Linked DNA regions of Rattus norvegicus: all the other regions are linked to region 2. The links are chromatin contacts, called in public Hi-C maps. All regions are on one chromosome and are shown on one strand. Each heading gives the region's core, a stretch centred on a gene start, on an enhancer-like site or on the middle of the called end of the contact. The rest is flanking DNA. Distances are from core to core; before and after follow the strand shown. Region 1 holds the start of Enkur (enkurin, TRPC channel interacting protein). Region 2 holds the start of Arhgap21 (Rho GTPase activating protein 21). Region 3 holds the start of Prtfdc1 (phosphoribosyl transferase domain containing 1).

Region 1 (3,485 bases), core at 933-3,432, 240 kb after region 2:
CTCGTTTATTTGAAACTTCCTTTAGGGTTTTAAGAATATATTTCTTTGTGGTTAATCGACATTTTAATGTTTCTATTTTTGTTCAACAACAAGACTGTTTCCTGTGAGGTGTGGTGTATCGTGGTTGGCATCACTCTCCGTCGGTGCTTCAGAGCTGTGGCAACCTCTCCAGAAACTTGGATTATTATTCAATGATGCAAGCAGGACTTGCACCTTTAAATATTTTCTTGTTACTAAGCACCTTAGTGAGAAGACTGAGGGGGAAGTTTGTGGCAGTGTGGTGGAGAAATAGGGTGAAATGTTTTATCAGGCTTTGAAAAAACAACAAATCAGTACCTTGCATGTGTGGTGTCTTGTCTCACCCTTGTTGCTGACAGGGAAACTGACATCACCTAACAGGATTATTTAGGGCACTCCATTTATTGCTTCTTATTCTAAGTCCCTTTTGTAAGTATTTCTTAAGAATAAACCAAGAAATTCATGCTGTCACTCTAGCATGTGCAAGAATACTGGGGCACAGTTAGACACAGAACAGGGGCCAAATAAATCCCTTTTAAAACAAACTTCCCAGGTGCATTAGAGCTCTTTACCACTTAACAGAATGCTGAACTATTAAACTCAGTATTCCACAGAAGGCAGATTATTTCAGTGTGCTACAGAGAGGAGGAAGTTTATCTTTGACAGTTCAACCAAAAGTTAATTCAGCCACAAGTAATGTGAGTATTGCAATTTACTTGCCTTCCCAAAGAGGACCAGCTGATAAGCAATGGAAGTACAATGTCGTGATTGCTCTGATCTAAGCTAGGTATTCGCTTAGGGTTAAAATGGAAGAAGTTCCACTTTGCTGGTACCACTCCAAGTCATAAAAAATTTGACCATTATATAGAGGGAACCTCAGAATGTCTACTTCCCTTATTTTCAAATCAGAAAACAAGTGCAAATTGATCGCACACTTCCACAATAATAACTTGTAAATCTTGAATTTTTTGTTTTTTAGCTCAGAGGATTTTTTTTCCTTAGTTGTTTAGTTTTAGACACAGGGTCTTTCTTTGTAGCCCATGCTAGCCTTGAACTCTTTCTTCCCTCAGTATCCTGGATGCTGCAATAGGCAGGCACACTTGAGTGTTGGTTCTTTTAAAGTGGCTGTGTCATTCATAAGTCAAAAGACAAAGGTACAAAGCAGAAAACACCAACTCCTAAGAGGTATGAGACTGTCTTCTTCTCTCAGATTTCAATAGAGTTTACAGAATAGCCATATGGCGGAGTGGAGTGTCTGGGACATTTATTTTGTAGTTTCCTTTTTGAGATTTGGAGATTTTCAAAGGTCTAACAAATACAGACTAATTTCCTTCAATTGTTATTTTGGAATCTCTGTCCATCCAACCATATCCCTTCAATTAAACTACAAAGGCTGAAAAAAAATCCTAGACATATTCTAGTCCACCATCTTTGTTTAACCAATTGAAATACCGAGGCCTAGAAACAAATGGGAATTCAATTTCGACCCAAATTATGGGAGGCAAAAGAGTGCAGAAGTCAAATACAACACTGAGTTTCTAAAATTAAACATCAGATTTCCTAAACTGGACTGATAAAACATTTTTTCTCTTTTCAACGACATGGAATTTCACACTATACACACCACCTAAAACCGAACCAATAATTGCAAATAAGCGGGAATTATGATCATAAAATGGACATCTGACAGCTCTAGCTCACCTTTTTTTCCCTGTGAATTAGAAAACGCTATTTAGATTTGTCCATTAGTTCCTAAGAAGTTGCCACCCAAGGTTAATTTTAAAAGTCCTATGATATGCAAGCCCTTAATTCTTTAAAAGAAGTCAGCAATCTTCCTCTGGGCTGAAGTCATCGCTTTTGCTTACCCACATACCTAGGACGCTGGGGCGGCTCCTTCAAGTCACTGGGTATGAGGTTATAAATACTCTCGGAAGTGCAGGCTGGGTCCATGGCCACCAAGGAGTTCCTTAACTATTCAGCTTATGGCTCACTTTCCCACTGTCTCCACTCCTTCTCTCACCGCCGTTTCCTTTTCTTGCTCTCTTATCAAGGAACTAAAATCTATCTTTCGTGTAATTTCCCTTTGACCCTTTCGTGGGAGCCCCTTTTCAGGAAGAAAATACTCTGCTCCTTCTGGGACTGAATTGCGTTGTTGACCGCGTGGTTGCTAAGGAAACAGTTGCTAGGAGACGGGGCGGGGCAAACTGGCTTTTTCTGATTCCTTTTTCTGTAACCTCTTCTGTCTGAGAAAAACGTACGGATAAAGACATTCCTGCGTCTTTGGAAAAGATGATGTAGAAACAGTGGTTCCCCTCCCCTTGCGCACAAACATTTTGCTTTTTTCCATGGTGCATCTGGAAAGAAAAATTCTACAATAGGGAACACGGCAGACGCGCAGGCGTCACACAATAGTCTCCAACACACAGGCCGCGCCCCTGCGGGGGCGGAGCGACCGACGGGGGAGGGGAGGAGCCGCGGGGCAATGGGCGGGGCGTCTGGGTTACGTGGCCGGCCTAGTGGAGCGGCGCGCAGTCGGCGCAGGCGCAGAAGCAGCAGCTCTGGGGCGGGTTTGCCGGCTGAGGCTACCAAGGCGGTGTCGAAGTCGCTTCCCTTTCCCCTTTCTCTTCCTATTCTTCTCTGGGTGGTTTTCTTGGTGAGTTAATGGAGGAGGAAGGGAAGGCCAGCGAGCGTTGTTGCCCTAGCATCCCTCCTTCCGTCGCGCCCCACCAGGCCCCGGCTTCGCCATCCACCTGTCGCACCGGATCCCGCGGCGCGCCCTGCGCTCCGCTGTCTCCACGGCGCGTGCGCGAGCGCAGCTTGCGCCAGGAGGACCAGCCTTTGGAAGTGGGCCTTGTATTTGGCCCAGGTTTCAGCCCTTGACCCCTTTTTGACATATATATATATATATTTTTTTTCTCTCTCTCCGAGAAGTGCTTTTATTTTGTTTTGAGCTGTTCGATCTTCCGTTCATGCTTACGCACTTGTGACTGCACGCTCATTTGAAAGACTTAACCCCAGTCACACCCATTGGCCCTCTGGTTTGGGGGGTGGGGGCCGGGGGAGTGATCCATGAGTCTGAAACCACTTGGCAGGCAGTGTCCAGCCAGGGAAGTCAAGTGCATTAGCTCGGCAATTCTAACTGCCTGGTGGATGGGTTAAATGGCTTGGTGGCTTAGTGAACTTTATAGTTCTTAGCTTAGCTCAATGCAAATGGCGGTTGGAGGCTTTTGCTAAATTTTATTCGATGAATAAAGGAGCAATTTTGTTTCCTGTTTTTCTGTTTGATAGAATTTATATTTTTTTTTCTGGGCAGCCCACAGTTCAGATGAATAATCTTTGGAGGGGGGGTGATTCCTTATTTCACAGCGGATTGGATTTCTTTAAAAACATTTCATACAGATTTATGTGTGGATAGGAAAACAAAAATCTCTCGCCCTCTTTTTACTTAACATGTAAAGAGAAAAACT
Region 2 (3,322 bases), core at 263-2,762:
TTGAGAGCAACCCTTAAACAACAACACACACATATATTATCAAATAAACGTTAGCTCTTGCAAACACAATGCGAGCAGCATGCTAATTAAAGTGTTCACAAGACAATGACAAATAGGGCTGTGGGGCCACAGCATACATTATTATGTAACTGCAGTACCCAAGAAGCAATCACCAGGTTGTAGGTAGGTCTTCCAAAAGGCGTCATTATGGTTTACTGTGATCAGAAGATTGTGGTGTCAGACTTAACCACGATTTACCTGCAAGCAGGTGTTTACTGACAGCAAAAAAGTAAAGAACTAGTTCTAGCTGCAAACCTGAAGCTCTGTACAATAAACTGTCCCAACACACAAAAAGCCCCCTCCACCCAAACTTTCTATCCCCAAATGAAGAAAACTGGGAAGCACATTTTTCTGCATGCTTTCCAGACCAAAACTGAAGTGACTCAATGTCCAAGTTCTCATGCTTAGAACTAGCCATGTTCCAAAGACCATGAGGAGAAAATTTACAACAGAGGAAAAGAAATAGTGAGCTCATATGAGGGCTCACTGGAGATGTTGCCATCGCTGGCTGTCGCCTCAATAAAGAGCAACAATGTTCAGTGCCTTTAACAAGCAAATTACAGGAACTATGCAAAACAAAGTAAATGTGACAGAACCACCAGGGACAAAAATTCCACATAAACCAGCTCAAATACAAGGAGAATAAAAGAGAACACCAGCGCGAGGGAGGCCAGAAGTGAATAGATTTTCTACAAATTCTGTTCGGGTAGCTCAAAAAACAATTTTCTTTTTTACAAGTAAATTCTTCCCAGCCAGCTGTTCTCTGAACTTCAGTGAAAGCCACCTACCACCCAGAGCAGTTCACAGAACTGTGCAGCCGTGTAAGGGCCAACTGAGCATAAATAAAAGAGCAGCAAAGCCAGAAGATTTCCAGGAGGTTGGAATTTCAACACCACAGGCGTTTTCCAAGACTGAGCCTAAATTGCCCTTGGGAAGCCTTCGAATCCCACCCAAAGCTGCTATCGGCACCATTAGGAACCAGCATCCCCTCCCATCAGAGTTGAAAACACTGGATTCCAGGTGCACCAAGCGTACCAGCTGCCCTCACCACTGAGGATGTAACACGCGCGGAGTTACACATAAAGCCACCCCCAAGCAGACCGATGTCCAAAACACTGGAGGAAAAATGGATGCTTCTCGGCCAGGCAGGGAAGAATGCTCCCGCTCAAAAGGGTAACCAGGATTCTGGCACGTAAGACAGAGACTTGTTCCTGCTTATTAATCGCTAAAGTCCCTAGAAACAAAAGTAGGCCAGGCTTCACCTCCCTCCTGGTCAACTGGGGCGCTGCCACCAAGCAGCTGACAGACTCAATGGCAGACGACCCTGTACTCTTAGGATGATCCCAGACATAAGCCACCGCCCAGCTAGCTGGCTTACCTCACAGGCGGCTCCACAGGCCTTGAGTTTGTCACCATCTCCCTCAGGCAGACCAGTCCAATGTGTGGCCATCATTTCATTTCAAATTGTAAAGGGACAAATCCTTTGGAGTCCACATTGGAGAGGTACCACCACACACCAAACGGGAAGCAATTCCACAGCAAGTTCTGAGGCGATGCAGGGTTAAGGGCTGGTCAAAAAACATACGAGATAAAGACTTGCGGGAAGCCCCTTCAAATGCCCTCTTCAACAGACTTCATTTCTCCAGACTTAAAGTTCAGGGGCGACAGGTTTCCTTGGCAGGTATGGCGGAGGCCAAGTGCAGAGAGAAGAGGTCCACTTCCAGGCGGTGTTACTCCGAGGCCAGAGAAAAATCAGCTTTCGGAGATCCTTCCTGGAACAGGGAGAAGTTAATGAAGGACATGAACTTTCCCCAGGCGCCGATCTTTAGCCTTGCCACAAGCCCAGACCAAGTTCCCCCTCTCCCACAATCCGAAGAATTAGTCCAAGGTGAACCCTGCAAAGAAAACAATCCTCTCATGCAACATTAAAAAAAAAAAAATAGAAGGGAAACGCCTGAACGTCGGGAAGAGAGAGAGAGAAAGAGAACCAGACCTCAGAACTGCCCCGGTGGCTGTGTCAAACACGCCCGGCTGCTATGAAGCCTTCAAGGAAAAAAAAAAAAAAATCCTGGTTCAAGTGCTGCATTTCCTGGGCAACGCCGAGGCCGTGTGTGCATTCTGCAGCACCCGGATACCTACTCTTAAGCGAAGTTTTCTCCTTACCGGGTTAGACTCGCAGACGCCCTCCAACTCCCCAACAAACAAACAAAAAGCCAGCTCCGACCGGGGCGGGCGTGGGCTCGGCGGCGTCTGCGGCGGCGGCCGCCCGGGCCGCGGGTGACTCCGGCCGCCCGTGGCAGCCTGCCCTGAGCCCCGGCCCGCGCCCCCGAGGAGGCGGCTGTTTTCCTTGGCCCGCGGCGGGGATGGGTGGGGAGGCGTGCGGCTGCGGGTGGGACGCAGCGCCGCTCCCGCTCCGGCTCCCGGGCATGCTTCAGGAGAGCAGCGGCCCCGGCAACTCTCAGCTCCCGGCTGCGGCCCCCACCCCCGACCCCCGCCCCGGCCCCGGCCCCGGCTCGCCCTCCCCGGTGGCCACCTGAAGCAGAGGGGAAAGCGCAGAGCAAACCACCCACCTACCACTATTTCCTCCGCCCCTTCCTGAGGCGGGTCGCCGGCGCGGGTTCCCGGGAAGCGCAGCCCGGGCGCGTGCGGGAAGCGAGGGCTCCGCTCGGCGGCTCGGCCCGCGGCGGGGCGCGCTAGGCCGCGGCTCGGTTAATATTCATGAGGCGCCGCCCCTCCTCCGCGGCCCGCCGGACCCCGGCGCCGGCCGCTCGCCTTTGTGCCCCGGCCTCCCTCGCTGCGCACACGCGGGCGCGGCCTCCGCGGGCCCGCGCCTCAGCCCGGGGCGGTGAGACGAGCGGCCACGCAACGGAGAACGCGGGCTAGGGGTCGGCTCCCAGGCAGCGCCGCGACCTGCCCCGGCCGGCCCCGGGCTCTAGGCGCCGCGGGAGGGCGTGGGGCGGGGCGGCGGCCGCCGGACTCTCCCCTCGCCGGGCCGGCCGGGGCCCCACGCGCCCGCGATCGCCGAGCGCGAGACTGGCCGGGCCGGCGGGCGCGCGAGCTGCTTCCCGGGGGCGGACTGCTCGCGCCTTCCTTCTGGATCCACCTCCTCCCACCCCACCTCCTTCCCCTCCCCTCCCGGGGGACGGTCGGGGACGAGGAGTTTTCGGTCTGCAGTCACCCGAACCGGGGAGCCAAGCTAGAGGAGGAAGTCTGCCCGGGACAGGGATGGTGCTCTCCAGGCCCCCCACAACCTGGGCACCCG
Region 3 (3,694 bases), core at 500-2,999, 180 kb after region 2:
TAACAGTTGATTTTATTTCTCCCAGTTTATTTTATTCCATTCTTCATTTATCCCCCAAACTAACCTGACAATGGTTTTCCAAATCTACCTTAGTACATTCTGGAGTCGTTTCAAGTATGACTTTCAGGTTGCGAACCTTAAAGATGTCATTTGGGAGGCAGTTAGCTTAATGACTTCCTCTTTCATATTTTCTTTTTTTCTTTCTTTCTTTCTTTCTTTCTTTCTTTCTTTCTTTCTTTCTTTTTTTCCCAGAGCTGAGGTCCGAACCCGGGGCCTTGCGCTTGCTAGGCAAGCGCTCTACCACTGAGCTAAATCCCCAACCCCCATCTTTCATATTTTCACCCCCTCCCACCGGGTCTATCATACCCACAGCGACTGGAGTGTTTTTATTGTAAAAGCACAAATCAGAAACTGTGTTCTCCTCTCTGCCCTTGACATGTGTCTCTGTGCCATGGGTCCTCACATGGTTTACCTTCCGTTTCTGTTTCTGATCTTGGGTGAAATGTCACTGCAGACTCTTTGATCATATGGGTAAAGACACTGCTCCCCTCCCCTTTCCAGGAATGGCTGGCTGAACTATCCAGACTGTGTTTTCACAGGGCTTCCCTGTGCCCCTTCCCAGAATGCAAGTTCCAGGAAGAAGAGTTTATCTGGTTACCAGGTGTAGGAGCAGAACCTGGCACGGCAGACAAAAGGCATTCCTCCTTGAGGGAAGGAAGGTCCTGCTGTTTAATTGAGAGCTGAGCCCCACCTTTCAACCTGAACAGTTCTATTTAACTGAGAGGTGTTTCCTTCCCAACCCACTCATTCTAATTAAATCCATTCATTTCCATAAACAGATTAGCTGCGAATTACACGCTGAGCTCTGGAAAGAGGATCTTAATGGTAAATCAGCCCCGCCCACCACCTTCACACCTTTTCACCCCATCCTGGACTCACAACTACCATCCGCTAGAGTTTAATTTCAATATTGTGGGAGCTGGGAGCCCTCGGGCTGACACCTGAATGAACGATCCCTGAAGTTGAAGAGGTTTGGACCTGGCCCCACTTCCATCCTGACACACTACTGGGTTTTTCACACATCAAGTTTGTCTTCCGTCACAGACAAGGCATAGGACACTCTAGCTGCTGGCTTCGGCAGAGCCGCGCCCCAGATTCAGAGTTCCGATTGCATTCACTAGCGCTACTTTGCACCTTGGCTGCCCTGAAGAGTGAGTTCTCAGTGGCCGTTTTCAAAACAGAACTCAAAACTCACTGAAGTGAGGAGGCAGTGCTAAAAGGAAGGCCACTAGAGCTGCGTGCTGGGGATCTTCCTAAACCCCGGCTGGCAGGCTAGAGTCCTTGTGGATAGCAGAAGTGGGGACCCGGTAGGAGGCTGGCTTCCAGGCCAGGAACCCGCGGGGAGGGTGGGAAGGGAGGAGTTATTGGGAACTCTGGATGAAGGAGTGATTTTAGTAGGAGTTTCGTCAGACCGGGTGGAGAAGGGAGGCCTGGATGCGAGAAAACCAGCGGTCTCCGCCCGGAGGAGGAACAAAGCCTTGGCCGGTTCTCTCCCGAACGCTTGTCAGCTAAAGGGTTGGGGGGCGGGAGTGGAGGGGTGCCCCGAAGGGAGGAGAGGGGAGGGGAGAGAGCTAAGGGAGCCGGGAATCCGGAGTTCGCATTTACCACGACGCCTCGCCCGGAGTCTGGCGCCTTCTCACTGCTCCCGGCCATGTCTCTCGCTGGGAACGCCGGACGGACAGCGCCCGGAGGATGTGGGGGCGGGGGGGGGGGATGTGGCTGGGGCTGCCCCGCCCCCAGCCTGCGGGCGGGAAAGCTGGGGCTACAGTCGAGGCCCATTCCCGGGGCGGCGCGGGAGCAGCTGTGGAGCAGCGCCTGATGCACCTGAGCGCGCTCCGGGGAGCGTCCCTGGCGGCCCCCCGCCTGCCCCTTTGCCGGCTCCGCACCCCGCGGGGATATGGGTCAGGCCTGCGATTCGTTCTGGAGAGAAAGCCGTCCCTTGTTATTTTCCTTCTCAAAGCCCATCGCTGCAGCCCCCAGGCCAGCAATTTCCAAGACTCCTCCCTGCCAGATTTTAAATGCACATTTGTCCCCAGTCAATGCATTAAAGAGAGGCAGTGCAGCGCGTTCTGGGCTTTGGAAGTGGGCCGGAGTATCCCGGAGGACTTCAGATCTTGGCGCCCTGCCAGGAGTTGGAAAGCGCCACGAGCCGGCATTTCCTCCGACCAAATCCTGGTGATCCGATGAGCCCAGGGCAGGGACTTTTTACAAAATACTGTATCTGATTTACCATTTTACTCTAATTGTCCTAGGTTGTAGCTAAAGGCAATTGCTCTGCTCTGATTAGAAAGCCTTGTTTTATGAATCTGTTGTTAAACCAACCCCTAATCCCAGGTTTCTTCTAGCCCAGCGACCTGGTCCTTTGTTCTTTCCTCTAAGGTCCTGCTTTCTGTTTATAGTCCTTGGTCTCCCTCATCTTGCCAGAGCCTGCCCACGGCCCACTTTGGGTTTAATAAAGGGTATACATGGGTATAGTTCTTTTGACTCTGTCTTCTCCAAAAGATGTTTGCTAGGATAGAGTATAGCTCAATGATAGAGCATTTGCCTAGGATGTGAAAGGCCACGGGGGTTGTAAACACAGCAACACACACATACATGCATACGTACACGCGCGCACGCCTCAACACAATGGCTTCTTCACTCTTTGGCTAAGATCAAGTGCCAAAAAGATCTATTCGATTTTCGTTTTCTGGCACACATTGGCAAGAGGAATACCGATTGTGTTGCTTTGAAGGGAACAAGTTACCTATCAATTCATGTTGCCCTGAATTGGAATAATTGTGTAATAATATTGTACTTATTTTTGGTGGACCAGCCATGCTCAGCACTTTGGCTGTTAATGTTTAAGCAGCCGAACTGTGGAAGAAGAGGGGTACAAGGTGTGGGCTCCCTGACATTAGTCCCTGGGCTTGGTGCTGGCTGCATCAATGTGATGTTCTCTAGCACACAGGTAAATAGTTTCAGTCTACTGCCTCTCACCTGTTTTCCACTTCATTTCTTCAAAAAATGGGCCCAAACAAATATTCAAAAGCAATATTATTGAAAATTCCAGGAATTGATCTGGAGAGAGATGGCTCAGTGATCAAGAGTACTTCCGTCTCTTACAGAAGACCGGGGTTCAACTCTCAGCACTCAAGTGGTGGCTCACAACCACCTACGGTAACTCCAGTACCAGGGGATCTGATGCTCGCTTCTAACCTCTGTGGGTACAAGACAGGCAGGTGTTGCCTACATGTAGGCAAAGCACTTGTACATGAAATGAAATGACATAAATGAATCTTAAAAAGAAACTCCAGGAACTGAAAAGTACTGTTGTTATGGTAACAACTGAACTCTAGAGTGCAGGAAACATGTTAATGCGGTTCAGTGGCCACACTTTTCCCGATGGTTGGTACAGACCTAAGGTGGGGCTATGGGTGGTTCACAAACCCTGCTGGAAGATGCATCACGCGAGTATCCAACTGCTTCAATGTCAGACTCAGCCACAAAAGTCTCCCTGTGAAGTCATAGTAAGAATTATGGCGGCAGGGAACTTCAAAATATTTTTCAGGGCAGGGCACGCGTCTCAGCATGTGTTTAGGATGCTCGCTGGCTGAAAAATGGCAGGTAGACCTTTTTCAAAAGCCCATACGTT

Evidence for each region. Hi-C and Micro-C count contacts between places; a contact is called where the count stands out from the background.
Region 1: a Hi-C map of kidney shows a contact between it and region 2, with 5 times the contacts expected there. The contact joins the promoter of Enkur here to the promoter of Arhgap21 in region 2. A contact is called at or near these places in 2 of 12 Hi-C or Micro-C datasets (kidney and liver) and 1 of 1 datasets of contacts at active chromatin or transcription factors (oligodendrocytes).
Region 3: a contact with region 2 is called in a Hi-C map of kidney, with 2.6 times the contacts expected there. The contact joins the promoter of Prtfdc1 here to the promoter of Arhgap21 in region 2. A contact is called at or near these places in 2 of 12 Hi-C or Micro-C datasets (frontal cortex and kidney) and 1 of 1 datasets of contacts at active chromatin or transcription factors (oligodendrocytes).

What each region holds. Positions count from the first base shown.
Region 1 is chr17:88,620,486-88,623,970 of GRCr8, forward strand. It overlaps Enkur (enkurin, TRPC channel interacting protein), which reads right to left and starts at 2,183. Exons shown (of 5, transcript NM_001106126.1): 1 at 1,892-2,183. The coding sequence starts at 1,968. It overlaps Thnsl1 (threonine synthase-like 1), which reads left to right and starts at 2,569. Exons shown (of 4, transcript NM_001025035.1): 1 at 2,569-2,671.
Region 2 is chr17:88,378,966-88,382,287 of GRCr8, forward strand. It overlaps Arhgap21 (Rho GTPase activating protein 21), which reads right to left and starts at 1,513. Exons shown (of 25, transcript NM_001191693.1): 1 at 1,439-1,513. The coding sequence starts at 1,513.
Region 3 is chr17:88,561,029-88,564,722 of GRCr8, forward strand. It overlaps Prtfdc1 (phosphoribosyl transferase domain containing 1), which reads right to left and starts at 1,750. Exons shown (of 9, transcript NM_001106127.1): 1 at 1,666-1,750. The coding sequence starts at 1,713.